5 separate regions of the Sus scrofa genome follow, and regions 1, 2, 3 and 5 are each linked to region 4. Evidence: chromatin contacts called from public Hi-C and HiChIP or PLAC-seq data. All regions are on one chromosome and are shown on one strand. The core of a region is the stretch at or near the end of the contact, and the rest is flanking DNA. Distances in the headings are between cores, read along the strand shown. Region 1 overlaps LPP (lipoma-preferred partner). Region 2 overlaps LPP (lipoma-preferred partner). Region 3 has its middle 46 kb from the start of LPP. Region 4 overlaps LOC106508008 (a long non-coding RNA gene). Region 5 holds the start of LPP (lipoma-preferred partner).

Region 1 (2,891 bases), core at 38-2,537, 440 kb before region 4:
TATGATCTCTGAGCATCTCTAGGCTTAGGCTGAGTACAGGATAAGATCGCCATGAGACACCCAGGGGCATAAGGTTACAAGCTCGGTCACTTTGACCTGGTGGCCAGAGCACAAGGCTCAGTCAGGGGTCTTGGATTCCCAATCTGACTCGGCCACCTCCTTACACTGACTAAGTGGCCTAACTTCTCTGAGACCAGTTTCTGCACTGAAAATTGGAGTGTTTACAGGAAAGCCCAGCCCATTAAGAGGAATTACAGGGAGCGTGGAAGGACCAGCAAGTGTGAATTCAAATGTAAATAAGGGAGCAGGTGGGTATTCTTGGGCCAGGGTCCCCAGGCCAAGGTGAGGTTTTGAAGCCCAGCTTTTCCAGGCACCCCCGCCCAGAGCCTTCCAGACCCATAAGATATAAGGTAGCTGAAGGCTTCTCACCATGGAGTTTACAAGAGGCAGGAGTCTCTGCAAAAACAGAGGACACATCAAGGAAAAACACTAAGTTAAATATGGCCCATAAAGTCAACATCACTCTGAATGTTCCGTATTCTTGGTGGGAAAGAATGCTTTATACAAATACCCAGAGAGAGCAAAGGAAGCAGCGTGTTCTTCAGGGCTTATTTTCGGGTGTTCCAACAGCTCCCAGCCAGGAAGTCAGAGTCAGGAAGCCACTCCATTCCTTGGCCAGAAGCTTAAGATTAGAAACCAAAGCAGGGAGGACTTAGACTCCTTAGTCTGGACCAGCTGCAAGTCTGTACACTCCCCACTGCACATGTTTTCACCTCCATCAGGGTCTCTCAGATTCCTGCTCACTTGAGCTTGACATTTCTCTGTAGGGAACTGCACTTGACATCCTGTAGACCATCCCAACAAAACACGTTATGAACTCATCCTCTTTTCTCTGGCTCCACTTTGACTGCCCTAATAACTGTTACCTCCACCTCTCACCTGGACTATTTCAAGAGTCACCTCACCTTGCTTCTACTCTTGCCTCCTCCTTGCCATCCATCTCCCCCACAGTAGCCCCAGTGATGCTGGTAAACACAACTCAGATGCTTCCCATCACACCCCCACTCAGGTCCAAGCCCCTTCTTGAGCCCACTGACACCTACCAGCTCTCGCCTCGCCCTCATCTCATGTTCTCCTCCTGCAGCCCCCTATTCCTAGCACACTGGGCTCCTCTGTTTCTAAGACACAAACTCATTACCACCCCACAGCCCTGGCACTGACCATGTCCTCTGCCTACAATGTTCTCCCCACTGCCTGCCACAGGGCTGGCTCCTTGTCATTTAGAGCTCAGCTTACACATCACTTCCCAGGGCCCTTCCTCCATTCCCTCACAGGCAGAGCACCTCTGGGAACACTCCTCAGTGTTACTTATCATTCTCTGCTGTTTACATGCTCATTTATTATCTGCCTCCTCCACACTTCCCTACTAGAATGTAAGTTCCAAGGGATCATTTTTTCGTGTCTTTTTCTCACTCTAAACCCGGTACTGGATCAGTGCCCAGAAGAGTATGAGGCACATAAGTGGGAATCCAATAAAGCTTTAATAAAATTAGATGAATGCATGCCACAGAAGACAGAAACCTTAAAGGTTGCTTAAAGGCAAGAAGCCCAGCACTAATATCCTGGGCTTCAGAGTCAGATGCTGATCACTAATGCTTTGCTCTCAGGAACTGGAGGAGTTTAGATAAAATTTTCCACTTCTCTAGACCTAACTTTTCTCAGGTAAAAAGGGGACAATATGGAGTTCCCGTCGTGACTCAGTGGTTAACAAACCTGACTAGCATCCATGAGGACTCAGGTTCGATCCCTGGCCTCGCTCAGTGGGTTAAGGATCTGACATTGTTGTGAGCTGTGGTGTAAGGTCGCAGACACAGCTCAGATCCCGAGTTACTGTGGCTCTGGAGTAGGCTGGCAGCTAAAGCTCCGATTCAACCCATAGCCTGGGGACTTCCATATGCCTCGGGTGTGGCCCTAAAAGACAAAAAGACAAAAAAAAAGGCTGGGGGGGGGGACAACAACATCTGCCTTGTGGGAGTGCCAGGAGAATTGAAGGCAATAAACCAAGTAGAATGCTTAGAGTCCAACTCCGCAATGATCAAACGTTCACAGTCATCAACTACGGCCCCATCTTCCAGGTAGGAAAAATGACACTCAGAAAGGGGCACACATCATCACCCAAGTCAGACTCAGAGTTAGCAGCAGAGCCAGCTTAGAAAATCTCATCTTTAGGCCCTGTCCTCTGCTCCAGGCTGGCTATTCCTTAGACATAACAGTAATGAAATGTCACAGCAATGTGTGAGAAGGTGTCACCATCCAGGCGAGATTCACCCTGGTTTTTCACACTCTCACTAGCTGAATTCCTTGAAGTCACACTCCCTGGGTTCAAATCCTAGCTCCACTACTGACTGTGTGATGTTGGGGAACTTTTATTAACCCCTCAAAGCCTCAGATTCTTCCGCTGTAAAATGAAGGTAAATAAATAGTACCCAGGAGTTCCCTTGTGGCTTAGCAGAGTAAGGATCCAGTGTCATTGCTGCAGCTCAGCGTGCTGCTGTGGTGTTGGTTCAGTCCCTGGCCTAGGAACTTCCACATGCCACAGGTACAGTAAGAAGAAAAAAAGTTAGTACCCAAATGGATTAACAAAATATGGTGTATATATACAATGTATTATTAGTCAGCCATCAAAAGGAAGGAAGTTCTGACAGAAGCTGCAACATGGATAAACCTTGGATACATGCTGAGTGAAATAAGTCAGTCACAAAAAGACTAACACTGTTTGATTCCACTTCTATAAGAGGCCTACAGAAGTCAAATTCATGGAGACAGAAAGTAGAATGATGGTTGTCAGGGACTGACTGGGGAGGGGAGAATGAAGAGTGAATGTTTAATGG
Region 2 (3,112 bases), core at 546-3,045, 400 kb before region 4:
AGGCAGAGCCAAGGTGTCATGGGCATTCCAACAAGAAGCCATTAATAATATCCGGGCGGCATAAAACAGAAAACCATAAGAAGCAATGAGGGGGTAGTTACCTGGTGGAGGCCAGCAACACAAAATAGTATGTACAGCACAGCCCCACCTTGGAGGCTAGAACTGCATTAGCAAACTATATTTATATGACTCACTAGCCAGTAATGGTTTTTATATTTTTTAAAGAGGTGTTTGTTTGTTTGTTTGAAGTAAGAAGAAGGTGTGACATAGACAATAAAAAGCCTACAAAACCTGAAATATTTGCTCTCTGGCCCTTTACAGAAGATGTTTGTTGATCCCTGGGCTAGAAAGATAAAGAGATGCAGAGAGCCAATTATACTTAAATTTCACATTGGTTGTTGCAAGTGGCTACTTGCAGTTTTTCATTTACTTCTCTGTGTTTTTCCGTAATGTTCCTAATTTTCTCCAGTGACCATGGATTACTTTGAAATTAACAGTAAAAAAAAGTTTTTGTACCTTGAGCAAGCAATCTGATGTCTCACTAATCTATCTTGGAAAATAATCGGAGGTGTAGATAAAGAATTGATAAAAAGGATGTTCATCACAGTGCTATTTACAATGATGAAAAACTAGAAACTCAAATGTCAGCTATCAAAAAAAATTAAAAATTACAGCATATTCTTATGATGGAATAATATCCAGTCATCAAAAATAACATATATTAGGAATTCCTAATGCCATGTTCATGCTTTATTTTTTGGTGAAAGGGTAGTACACAAAACTGTATATACTGTAAGACAACATGTCAGAAGAACGCAAATGCACAAAAATGTAATGAATTACTCAAGAATATTAGAAACAAACAGTGTTTGTATCTAAATTGTGGATTTACAGGTGAGTCTCATTTCCTTCTTTATTTGGTTCTGTATATTTGAAATATTTTATTATGAGTATGTACTACTCTGAGAGCAATACTTAGAAAATTTGCATTTGTTTTTTGCTTTCAGTTCTTCCTGAGGGATTGAGAGGAGGTTGGAGAGGAGGAGACATCTGTGCTACATTTTGAGGGATGAGCAGGTGTTCACCAGATAGAAACAAAGGGCCCAGGGCCAAGAAGAAAGCACATGTGAAGACATACAGGCGTGCGAGACAGTGTGACCAGTAACACTCTCATTAGCTGAAGCAGAGAGTGAGGCAGGCAGGGGGTGGCAGGAGACATTCCTAGAACCAAGGCAAGGTCAGATGATGGCAGGGTGGAGGTGTGCCCAGGGAAAGATTTTACCCAAAGGCCAGGGGAGATGGTGAGTGAGAGGGCAGGAAGCCCCCAGGGAAGCTGGAGAAATGCTTGCCCTGAAGCAGAGCCGGGAATCGCAGAAGCTCAAGCAGAGCAGGAAGAAAACTGGTAGGTAAGGGTCTTCCACTCAGTTCCACTCACAAAACGATTCGTTTTCTCCGAACAAGGCCATGCATGTATTTATGCCTAGAAATAAAATTAACTGGAAAATCAAACCAACACTTTCTTACCGCCCCCAGGCATTGCCAGAGGCCATTCTGACGTCCTTCTAAAAGTAGACCCAACGAAGCATCCCTGTTTTTTCACAAGTTACTTCTGAGTGTTAGGCACAGATGCCAGGAAAAAGAACAGGCCTGCAGGTGCCATTCTGTTCAGTAGACCTAAGGCAGGAGGTTGAGTGGACGAGGAGTTAGAGGAAAAAAGCCTCACACATGGAGGATGAGCTAAGACAGGGCCAGATGATCCCTTCTCCAGCCAGAGGTCATGCTCTTGGAGGAAAAAAAAAGGCTGCAGAGAGGCCCTGCTCAAGTTGCAGTCAAGGGTGGCTTCCCAGCAGGAAGAGAAATGGGGTTCCAGTAAACCGGGAATGGTGCTGGCAGTGGACACTCAGACCTGTTCACAGTGGCTTTAAATGGAAATCTGAGCAGGGGAGGAATCTAGAAGTGCAGAGCATGAGTTGGGCAAACAAATGTGTAGCAGATACAGGCACTCTAGAAGGACAAGGGCTCCAGAATCACAAGGGAAACCAGGGGAGAGAGACAGGTTTGGCCAGACTGCCAGGCCTCCAGGGGCCCTGAGGCCCGAAACAGGAAATGTGCTGCAGGGCTGGGGTAGGAGCCAGGGAGGAGCTCACAGGGCTACGTGGAGGGCCATCTGTCAGAGGTTCAAGGATGAGCCAGAGATGAAGGGAAGGCAAAAGAGGGTCACTGAGGAAGATTCAGCACAGCCTTCCAACCAAATTCAAAAGCCCTGGGGGTGAGCAGGCTTCAACGATCAACAGGGAATGTGGAGGATTGGCTCTACAGGGCCCACATCAACGTTCTCAAAACGTCTTTTTCTTTCTTGATGGCCAAACATGTCTCCATGTCCACAGGGCCATCACTGTGGAAACCTGACAGGCTCTCTCCATCACCCTGCTGCCAGGATGCTTCCTCTGCTTATACACACACCCAGCGACACGGCACTGCTTCACCCATGCCTCAATCTGGTTTGCATGTCTGTTTCCTGTGTTGACCACAAGGCCCCAGACGGCCGAAAGGGTACTTTATTCACCTTCCCCGCCCTGTTCTGAGAATGGCAGACAACGGACACAGAGTCAACTCCATAAGTCGGCTATGACTCTCCTTTTGCACCAAGAAAACGCCTGATGGATTCTCGCTCTGACTCACCATCAGTGAGACCCACAGTTGAGGGAAGCAAAGAGGTAAGTGATCACTCAGGATTTAATTCCAACCAAGGAAGAAAAGTTTGATGCAGTGGGCAGAAGACAAACATTGGGAAAATGATACCATACTGCTCTGAGTGAAGATCTGAAGAAAGGGAGATTCAGAGACCTTGGAAAATAAAGTAGTAGGCAGCAAGCGGCCTGGTTGCTTGGAGTAGTCCCAAGGCAGCAGAGAAGAGGGGGACCAATCAAGATGTGTGGAGAAAAGAAGACATGGGGCGGGGCAGCCTAACTGGGGTATAGCATGAGGGGAACCTGATCCAAACACAGATTGGCTGTAAAGCACCCAGACAGCCTGGACATCCCAGAAGCACCATCCTCCTCCAACACTCCCTCCTAGTTAGGCCGCAAGAGCCTAACTCTTCTCACCCATG
Region 3 (2,935 bases), core at 156-2,655, 330 kb before region 4:
TACTCAATACAACAACAATTATTTACACATTAACTAGCATGTTCTAGGAATTGTGCCAGTGGTGAATAAGATGCACACTTTGCCACTAAAGGGCTTAAATACTAGTCAAAAAAATAGATAATTGAGTAGTAAGTTAAGTATAGGAGGAAATATGGTATTATGGGACTTTGGAGAGCTATCAAAGGGATGCGAATGGGTGACACCTGGATAGGGGATTAGAAAAAATGATAAGTGAGCTGAATCAATCTCAGGATAGGCCTCTGTGTCCAATGCTCACTCATCTGTTTCTTTAGTCATCATTCAATGATTTACTTTTGTTCCTTCAAATAGCAGCCCTTTACTGGGTGTGTACTGCCAGACACTCTTAGGCAATCACTCTTTTATTCCTAATCCCCTTCGAAGAAAGAGTGGCCATTTGACAAGTTCTTGAGCCATTGAGGTGAAAAGAGTAAAAAGGTAAAAAGAGTAAAATTGCTGCAGGGGTCCAGAAATATTTTGACTCCCTGATATTGATACCGCAGTTTTTCTCTCCACCTTTATGTTCACTGAAATATGTATATGATGATTGTAGCTGCTGCCGCCAGAATGTAACCATGAGGAAAAGCGCAGGGAATTTCAACTTAATAGAATTGTGATGATTTTATGGTCCCTCTCAGCTAGCACCAGCAGTCATCTTCTTGTGTATATTTTGTGTGAGAAAAAGAAATTTCCATTTGTTTAAGTTGGTGTAGTTGGGTTTTCTGCTACTTGCAACTGATAGCATTCTTAACAAAGTTGGGCCTGTACTTTGGGCCTAGACTTTTTTTTTTTTTTTGTCTTTTTGCCTTTTCTAGGGCTGCTTCCCAAGGCATATGGAGGTTCCCAGGCTAGGGGTCTAATCAGACCAGAAGCTGCCGGCCTATGCCACAGCCACAGCAACGAGGAATCTGAGCCGCGTCTGCAAACTATACCACAGCTCACGGCAATGCCGGATCCTTAACACGCTGAGCAAGGCCAGGGATCGAACCTGCAACCTCACAGTTCCTAGTGTGATTCATTAACCACTGCGCCACGATGGGAACTCCTGGGCCTAGACTTTTGAATGGTGATCTCTTAATAAAGCTGTCTGTTGCAAACAGCCTGAAAAGGAGAGAGCCCACACTACAAAGGAGCAGGTGCTAACAGCCCTTCAGTTGTTCCACTTCAGTGAATGAGGCACGGAGATTTATAACGGGGAGGTTGGGACAAGAGTTATAGGTGTCTGGCCCCCTGTCTCAGCACCACCGTGTATTTCATTAATGAAGTGTGAGACCAGAACTCCATAAATTCACATAGTAGCAGAAGTGGGCTGCAGCTCCTCAGTGGAGTTATTCAGGGAGCCCAGCATCACTCTTTGCGTATTAGAGAAGTTCACAGCTGGTTAAAAATAGGCTTGGAGAGAAGTCGCTTTTAGACCACAGCTCATTTTGGATTTCTCTGGAATCCCATTCTGGGCCACAGTGTATTTCCTTTTTCCTTTCCTTTGAGTAAGAGCACCCAGGCGGTTCCGAGACAATAGATATAGGGTTATCTTTAGGTCTGCCGTGCACTGAAAGCAGAACTAGGGAGAAACAACAGTAACCCTTTAGGCACATGGAGTGTTACAGCTTTTTAATAAGTGCCCACATGGACCGAGCCTTCACATGGGTGAGGCTTTAAACTCCTCAAAACAACCCTCTGAGAAAAGTACCATCAAGAACCTCTTTCCTCTGATGAGAAACCTGAGGTTCAGAGTAGAAAAGCAACTTATTTAAGGTCACACAGCTAGTAAGCAGCAGGACCCGATGGGGCTTTCCACATCACATCATTTTGATCCTTAGAGCAGCCTTGTGAAGTAGGCAAGGTGGGGAGACGACCCCAGTTTACAGAGAGAAAGCAGGACCAGAGAAGTGAAATGATTTACCAAAGTCAATTTGCTCATGCACAATAAAATCAGGGCTTGAACTACACTGCTGATTTTTTTTTTTTTTTTTTTTTTAAGGGCTCCACCTGTGGCATATGGAAGTTCCCAGGCTAGGGTCAAGTTGAAGCTTCAGCTGCCAGCTCATGCCACATCCACAGCAACGTTGTTGGATCAGAGTGACATCCGAGAACTACACAGCAGCTCATGGCAATGCTGGATCCTTAACCCACTTGTTGAGGTCAGGGATTGAACCCATATCCTCACGGGTTCTTATCCCACTGAACCACAACGGGAACCCCCACACTCTGACCTAAAGTCCGAGAGCACTGTAGAAACTAAACATTCAGGTCCCTCAGTTCTGAAAGAAGAACAGTCTGAATTTTGTGGGGTTGACTTCTAAGGTTTAACTGCAGGCCCTGTATCAAGGAGCCAAATATTTCAGGGCTAATCTGATTTATTCAGAGTCTATGAGTGCTATGTTCCTCTCTAGTACATCTGTTGAATGATATTAGGTCCTGACATTTAAAATCCCAGTATAATATTGTTTCACTGTTAATGTAACAGTCCTTCAAATAGTGGGAGAAGAGTGAGCTGGAAGGAATAGATGTCTTAAATGTGGGACAGCCAATTTAGCTGATAAAATTAATATAATATACCTTTGAACATTTAAATTATCCTGCGACAAGGCAGCGAGAATTAACTTATAATGGGGATAGGGTAGGTACTGTACATGTGAACTTTTTTTTTTTTTTAAAAAAAGAAAAAACACACCTGAGTTTTGAAAAATAAAAGTGGTTTGCCCACATTTTCAAGCACAGTGGTAATCAAAAGAGCTCTATGGAGGTAATAATACCTTGTATTTAAATACTGCTTGTCTCTGAAGAGCTCACAGCATGCTATAATCATTTCCTTATTATGATTCTCAAAACTTCCTGGGTCAAAAAGTCACAAAGTTTAAACCTTAACCACCTGGCCTCAGTTTCCTCTTGGGGAATGTGAGGTGAAAAAGTAGGC
Region 4 (2,928 bases), core at 255-2,754:
TTTGATGCAGTGCATGTGGCAAATGCATTCTGTGTGGGCCTCAATTTTCAATTACACACTATCGGTCATGTTGGATTGGAAAATTGCTGAGGACCCTCCCAGGGTTGCACATGACAACTCTCAATAGTTTTCCCTTAGAGAATGTAATTGGCTCCATCTCTTCTTGTATGTGGGCATCCATATTCCAGAAGGTCTGAGTGGAAGGGCACAGTTGGTGGGGAGGTTGGCGTTTAATAAATAGGAGTTACTTTATTATTTCCTGCAGATGCCAAAGTCTGTTAAAGGACTTTCTTTGTCCAGATAAGCAGGCCTTAGACCTTTCTTTTTAAAGAGTGGAGATCTAAAAAGGATACAAAGTATTGATGGAAAATATCTCTTTCATTGCCTTCAAGTTTGTTCTGGTAGAGCAAGGCTTATTTATTTATTTATTTATTTTAATAAGGGCAAACTTCTCATCTGTTATTTCCTCTGACTTCAAATAATTACCTTTAATGCGATGACGGCTGAAGTACTTCTAAGTTTCTCACCAGGAATCTCTCTCTAGGTTTTTTTTTTTTTCCCTCCTTTTTCTTCGTGTGTGTGTGTGTGTGTGTGTGTGTGTGTGTGTGTTTATGACTATTATGACATATTTTTTACATCCATGTGGAGCCTAGCGGCTTAAAGAGTGTCCAGCTTACAAGTCCTATCACTGACTGGGACAATTTCCAAAAACAAACAGAAAAAGAAGGAAAAAAAAAACAAAAAACATAGTGCAGAAAAGATGCTTGGGAACTGTCACATCTGATTATAAATGCTGGAGATCAAAGGTATAACGTCTTAGAATTGGCTTCCTCCAGCTCTTAACATTGAAAATCTTCAGTTGGCTTTTGGACTTACTCAGCAGAATCCCAGACTTTGGTCCACAATTGGTTAAAAATTGATAGAGGTGAGGATTCTGGGAGTGCCTTCTTTACTTAGAAGTTTACATTTTAACTCCTTCTCTCACCTCAGGGACACATATACACTTGCCTCTTTTCCAGCCCCCCTCACCTTAAAGTTATCTAAATGTGTATTTAGCTATAAAAGTATAAAAGTTAGAATAGAGAGACAGCCTACAAAACATCTGGGTTACTCCTTCAAACTGTTGAGGAAACTGAGTCCTGACACGTGGTTTCGCCCCATGTCCCATAAGGAGTTCCAGGCAGAACCGTAATTAGAAACCAAGGTTCTTTGGCAAGAAATCCATGTTTTGTTTTGTTTTTCTTTTACCTCACACTGTGCCCCCATGGAGTTACACGTTTGTGCCTATTTCTCTGTATGTACATATGTTACATAGACGTGGACACGTAGGAAACATGCACCAAGCATCTGTGGTCTGACCTCAGGGAACAGTTTAATGACTCGGATTTCAGGCAGCTGAAAGGGTTCTGCGGGTGGAGGTTGAAATAAACAAGAAAAGCCACTGTGGAGATGTGAATGGAAAAGTACCGAGCACTCCCTCCCTCTGCACATTCTTCTGCTCTCCAGCTCTGCCTGCAGTCAAGCCGGCTTCAGATAGGCTTTGGCATGGTCAGGTGTACAGAGGGCGGTGTGGAGAAGGAAAAAAAAAAAATGCAGGCACAACACGCAAATCAAGTTTTTCCACTTCTAGCCTTAGGTAGTAAAGACAGCTAAGTAAGGCAGCCTGGCGGGAGGGTGGGCCAGACACCCTGAGTTGACAAACACTCAAGTGCTTTCCTCCCTGCATCTCCCTCCTGGTCCAGCTGCTGCTTTCCCTCATGCTAAGGTTTCATAGGAAGTGAAAACCCTGTTATTCAAAACAGTGATTGAAGGCAATAAACAAATGATTATGCACCCCCATCGCTTCTCTATTTTAAGCTCCTGATATTTATTTCCATTTTAAATAAGTGAGAAAAGTGTAGGAAAAAAAAATCAGTGTTTTGGGGGAAAACTCTGAGCTAGGCTGAAAAGGTTTCTAAAGAAAAAAAAAGGCTCAGAATTAATACAGGCTGAAAGCAGGCAGCATATGGATCAAAATTAAACGTTGACACTTCTTTTTCTGAAGGTAGTGGCTGGAAATCATCTTCCTTATTTTTTTTAATGTCTCAAAAGTTTCTGCTCAATTTCTCTAAATCATACCAAGAAAATTTCTTTCTTTCTCTAAAGATAATATAGGGAGCTCGCTTACAATAGCTCTAAGTAAAAGATTTGAAATAAAACGAATGGATAAATAAGATCTCCCTTATCCTTCACAAATAGTGTTGAGTGCTGTAGCAGGGGTGACAAGCATAACCAAGTCCCAAATGACCCTCCAAGCCCAATATTCATCGGGACTTGAAGTTTGTTCCGAGAACTGGCTTACGATTTACACAGAGCCCAAAGCAGCCTTCCTTTCCTCAGTTCTGCCAGAAAACAAGATACTCACCTCCAAATCCAGGTAGTCAGATCACCCTGATTCTCTAAAATGACACAAAACCATTACACCACAAAGATCTGTTTTCAGTTGTGTCCTGGGGTCCCACATGCCTCAGTGAGGGCTGTCCTGTCCTCTTGAAAGAAGGAAGCCTCCAGGAGTTGAGTCATAGATCTGCAGGGATCCTTCCCGTTCCACAATCTATAATTCTGTGATGTGAAAGTTTAAAGATCTACCAAGGTGCCAAAAGCTCCTGACAGGTGAAACTCATTTCCGGTTTGGAGCCCCTTAGAAATAGGCCATGACAGTGTTTATTCCAAGTATAGTTTCCTTTTCAGAGATGACTGAACTGTGGGCAAGGTTTCATGAGGGGAACTGGAGGCAAAAATCTGTTCCTCTTCTTAACTAGAAGTAATATTAGGGCCAAGCTATTTTATTTTGTAACAAAGCTTATCTTTACTCAGAACTGGTGATTGAGAACCTCTTACTATGCCCAGACCACCCAGGCCACCAGGCAAAGGGGCTGGTCTGGTCCT
Region 5 (3,063 bases), core at 200-2,699, 380 kb before region 4:
GGGAAGGAAAGGGAAGCCGGAGAGATCTTTCAGCACCTCTAGCACCCCAAAGTCACAAAGACACCCCTCCGTTCAAGAACTGAGGCACAATTCCACTGATTATTTCATCTCATGTACCCCCACCCCCGGCCGTCCAACCTCATGCCCCTGCCTCCTTGCACAGTAACATTTACAGCTTCATCTCCACTCTCCACATTTTATTTAGTCTTCTCTGCTCTGCAGTTCTCTCTTGCAAATGGCCTCTGCCCTTGTCCCTGACTGGCTTCAGAAAACCCTCCACCCTTCAAAAGCCTCTGACCCCTCCTTAGGAACCAGAAAAGCAAATCCTTTATCCAGAGCCCCTTCAAACTTTATTCGTGCCTTTTCTCCAGCACTTAGCATCGTCTACCTTGGGTCAGGCTTGGCTCCTCAGCTGAGCGCTCCACTGAGGTCAGAGTCTGGGCCCTAAATGCCTCTAGGACCCTACAACCCAGTACAGCGCCCGCACCAGTGTGTGCCGAAGGAAGAAATGCTTGAAAAAAAAGACCTAGGAGTTGGGAGCCATCTATTTTAATTATGGCCCGGCTTCTAATAAGTGACTTTGGGGGAGGCTCTCCTTCTCTCTGGGTCTCAGTTGCCTCAACAGGAAAATGGGGGAACTCGAAGCCTGTACTCTTAGGCCCCTTCCACTGTGACAACTGTGATTCCGCGAAAGCTCTAAGCGGCTGGGTGTGGCCCCGCCCCCTGGGAGCCCTGAAAAGCCCGGGCAGGGGGCGCCCAGGGAAGGGCTCCAACCCCGCCCAACCCCGGGCCAACGCTTCCCGAAAAACTCGGGGTCCCCCTCCCCCACGCATGCACCCCGTGATCGCGCCGCGGCCAGCACTTCCGCACGGCGGGCCCTGCGGCCCGGGCCGGACGCGCGCTCGGCGCCCTGCGGCCCGCGCTCCTGCCACCCCGGAGGCGCTCGCGCCCGGGGAGGGCTGGGGGTTCCCGAGGCGCCCGCGGGCGGAGGGTGGGGGGGAAGGAAGGAGGATTTGCAGCAATACCTCGGGGAGGAGGAGACCGGGGCAGCGGCGGCGGCAGCGGCGGCTGGAGGCGGAGGCAGCGGCGAAGGAGGAGGTGCCCGGGCACTCCCCCTCCTATTGTCCCCAGCCCCGGCCAGGCCCGGCCCCGAGCCCCGCACCGCGCCCCGCGCCGCGCCGCCAGCCCTTACCTTACAGCGCCCGGCTCTCCCCCGCTTCCTAAAGCTACTTATCCCGGGAAAGCTCGCGCGGGGCCCGGGAGCGAACCCACAGACAAAAAGTGAAACTTCGGCAGGGCTGGAGCGGCTGCTGGTTGGTGCCTTTCCCCCTCCTTCCTCCCCACCGTCCCCACCCCCTCCCCTCGGTCTCCCGTGCGGTGCCCTGAGAGCTGGAGGCTGACGTCAGGGGCCTGAATTCCTGACTTTGCCTGCACGCATTTGTCCATGTAAGGTATGGGAAGGCGGGTGCCCGCGGGGCCGCCGCGCCGCGCTCGCCGCCGGGGGAGGGGGCGCCCTCCGCGAGCCATGGCCTTGCTCCAAGGTGGGTGCACCCGAGGGCCGTTGATTTCCTGGGAGGGAGAGAAGACGCGGGGAGCTTGCAAAGGAGGAAGGAAAGAGGGAGATGTGGAGGCTTTGCCTGCACTGGAGGAAGAGGAAGGAAACGAAGAAGGAGGACACTGCCGGGGTGAGGGGCTATTGAAGAAATGGGGGAAAGCGCGTCCACTGTTTAGGGCGCCAGATTGGCGGGGTGAGGGGGGGCGGTAAGCCTGAGCAAACCAGATCCAGCCTTTGAATCCCCTTCGGAGACTTGCTCTTGAGCCCCGCCCCGAATTCCCAGCCAGGCTCAAAAGTACTGGATGTCAGAGCACCAACATCAACTTCCAACCCGTCCACTACACACATGGGGAAACCGAAGCCCTCAGAAGAGAAGTGACTTGTGCAAGGTCATGTACTCCACAGATCCAGGCATGAGACCCGGATGCTCATCTTTCCAGCCCTGTTCCCGTCACCCTGGCTCCCTGCTTCCTGCAGAGCAGTGAACCAAATGTCTTCGGGCTACAAGGACCACCCTAGACAGAGATTCCGAACTTGCCTGGGCCGCGATGAAGTCAGTTCCTAGAAGGCTCTGACTGCCAGTGAGCGTTGAATAGCCATACCAATTAGTTGCTTCAAGGCAACTTCCTCTGTCTCTTGCTTAAATAAATGAACCCCAGGAGTTTAACATTTACTTCACAGCCCTGACTGGAAACCCAGAAAGCTTACTGGGTGCTTCCAGCTTCAAAAAAGTTTGCAAACTGGGTGAACTGGTTTGAATAAAGGCAGACCTGATACTGGAAGTTTGGGGTTGGATATTTTTCCTCAGACATTTAAATGTGAGCAACCAGGAGAGCCACCATTTATTATGTTAAAAGGTTAGGAAAGGGGCAGCAGCCATTGCCTGGAAGGCACTCTAAGGCTGGGGACTTTGTTTCCTTGTATTTCTATCCTACTGATGTCTAATCATTCCTCACCTCAGCACGTGATAAAGCACTTTTTTCTCACTGGCATATTATGTTTTTTTGTTAGGACAAATTGTAGTCCCTTGTTTCCATTTAAGGAAAAAATCGGGTAAAGAGGCTTGCCCAACACAAAATAAGCAACAGAACGAAACACCTGAACCCACCTTCCCCCATCCAGGTCCCCTGACTAATCCCATGATTTTTCCACTCAACAAGGAGGCCCTGATCTTCTAATTCCTATTAATAAATAGTGAGAGTACCCAGTGAGTTACTAATTCATGAAACCTAGAAAACTTGCTTTTGGGGGTATTTGGTGGGATTTTTTTTTTTTTTAACCAAGAATTAAAAAATGCAGAAACATTTTTGCTCCTGCCTTTTATCAAGCATCTTTTTTGTGCAAAGTTTTTGAATTCACACATTCCTGGGTATGATAGGGATGGAATAGGATAATGGCACGTGTGGTTGTGGGGGTCCCAGTGGGGGACCATGGATGGAGGGGGGTGCCTGGGGAGATTTGGGAAATTACTGTGGGTTGGCGATTGATCAATGGGGAGGGCCATCAGA

The links. A called contact is a pair of places that touch in the nucleus more often than the background predicts. HiChIP or PLAC-seq counts read pairs in DNA pulled down with a chosen protein or histone mark.
Region 1: a contact with region 4 is called in a Hi-C map of skeletal muscle, with 2.9 times the contacts expected there. The contact joins two enhancer-like sites. A contact is called at or near these places in 3 of 5 promoter capture datasets (fetal liver, fetal skeletal muscle and skeletal muscle), 1 of 47 Hi-C or Micro-C datasets (skeletal muscle) and 2 of 2 datasets of contacts at active chromatin or transcription factors (alveolar macrophages and skeletal muscle).
Region 2: a contact with region 4 is called in an H3K27ac HiChIP or PLAC-seq map of skeletal muscle. The contact joins two enhancer-like sites. A contact is called at or near these places in 1 of 5 promoter capture datasets (liver), 2 of 47 Hi-C or Micro-C datasets (skeletal muscle and subcutaneous adipose tissue) and 2 of 2 datasets of contacts at active chromatin or transcription factors (alveolar macrophages and skeletal muscle).
Region 3: an H3K27ac HiChIP or PLAC-seq map of skeletal muscle shows a contact between it and region 4, with 5 times the contacts expected there. The contact joins two enhancer-like sites. A contact is called at or near these places in 2 of 5 promoter capture datasets (fetal liver and liver), 3 of 47 Hi-C or Micro-C datasets (embryonic fibroblasts, fibroblasts and liver) and 2 of 2 datasets of contacts at active chromatin or transcription factors (alveolar macrophages and skeletal muscle).
Region 5: a contact with region 4 is called in an H3K27ac HiChIP or PLAC-seq map of skeletal muscle. The contact joins the promoter of LPP here to the enhancer-like site in region 4. A contact is called at or near these places in 3 of 5 promoter capture datasets (fetal liver, fetal skeletal muscle and liver), 19 of 47 Hi-C or Micro-C datasets (alveolar macrophages, embryonic fibroblasts, epiblast stem cells and 12 more) and 2 of 2 datasets of contacts at active chromatin or transcription factors (alveolar macrophages and skeletal muscle).

The regions. Positions count from the first base shown.
Region 1 is chr13:125,847,802-125,850,692 of Sscrofa11.1, reverse strand. The region is part of intron 1 of LPP (lipoma-preferred partner); the gene reads right to left. Among named protein-coding and RNA genes, the nearest start is that of LPP, 67 kb to the right of the region's middle. Within about 2 kb of position 1,287, at least 11 of the 83 cell types and tissues checked have an H3K27ac peak or open chromatin away from gene starts, as enhancers often do. A contact at or near this core is called in skeletal muscle, where this site is marked.
Region 2 is chr13:125,807,879-125,810,990 of Sscrofa11.1, reverse strand. The region is part of intron 1 of LPP (lipoma-preferred partner); the gene reads right to left. Among named protein-coding and RNA genes, the nearest start is that of LPP, 27 kb to the right of the region's middle. Within about 2 kb of position 1,795, at least 13 of the 83 cell types and tissues checked have an H3K27ac peak or open chromatin away from gene starts, as enhancers often do. A contact at or near this core is called in skeletal muscle, where this site is marked.
Region 3 is chr13:125,734,836-125,737,770 of Sscrofa11.1, reverse strand. No RefSeq gene overlaps it. Among named protein-coding and RNA genes, the nearest start is that of LPP, 46 kb to the left of the region's middle. Within about 2 kb of position 1,405, at least 5 of the 83 cell types and tissues checked have an H3K27ac peak or open chromatin away from gene starts, as enhancers often do. A contact at or near this core is called in skeletal muscle, where this site is marked.
Region 4 is chr13:125,404,532-125,407,459 of Sscrofa11.1, reverse strand. All of the region lies in intron 1 of LOC106508008 (a long non-coding RNA gene), which reads right to left. Among named protein-coding and RNA genes, the nearest start is that of BCL6, 16 kb to the right of the region's middle. Within about 2 kb of position 1,504, at least 33 of the 83 cell types and tissues checked have an H3K27ac peak or open chromatin away from gene starts, as enhancers often do. A contact at or near this core is called in fetal liver, fetal skeletal muscle, liver and 1 more, where this site is marked.
Region 5 is chr13:125,780,759-125,783,821 of Sscrofa11.1, reverse strand. LPP (lipoma-preferred partner) reads right to left here and starts at 1,449. Exons shown (of 11, transcript XM_021071250.1): 1 at 1,193-1,449. LOC106508360 reads left to right here. Exons shown (of 3, transcript XM_021069821.1): 2 at 695-1,313; 3 at 1,843-3,063. The coding sequence ends at 2,040.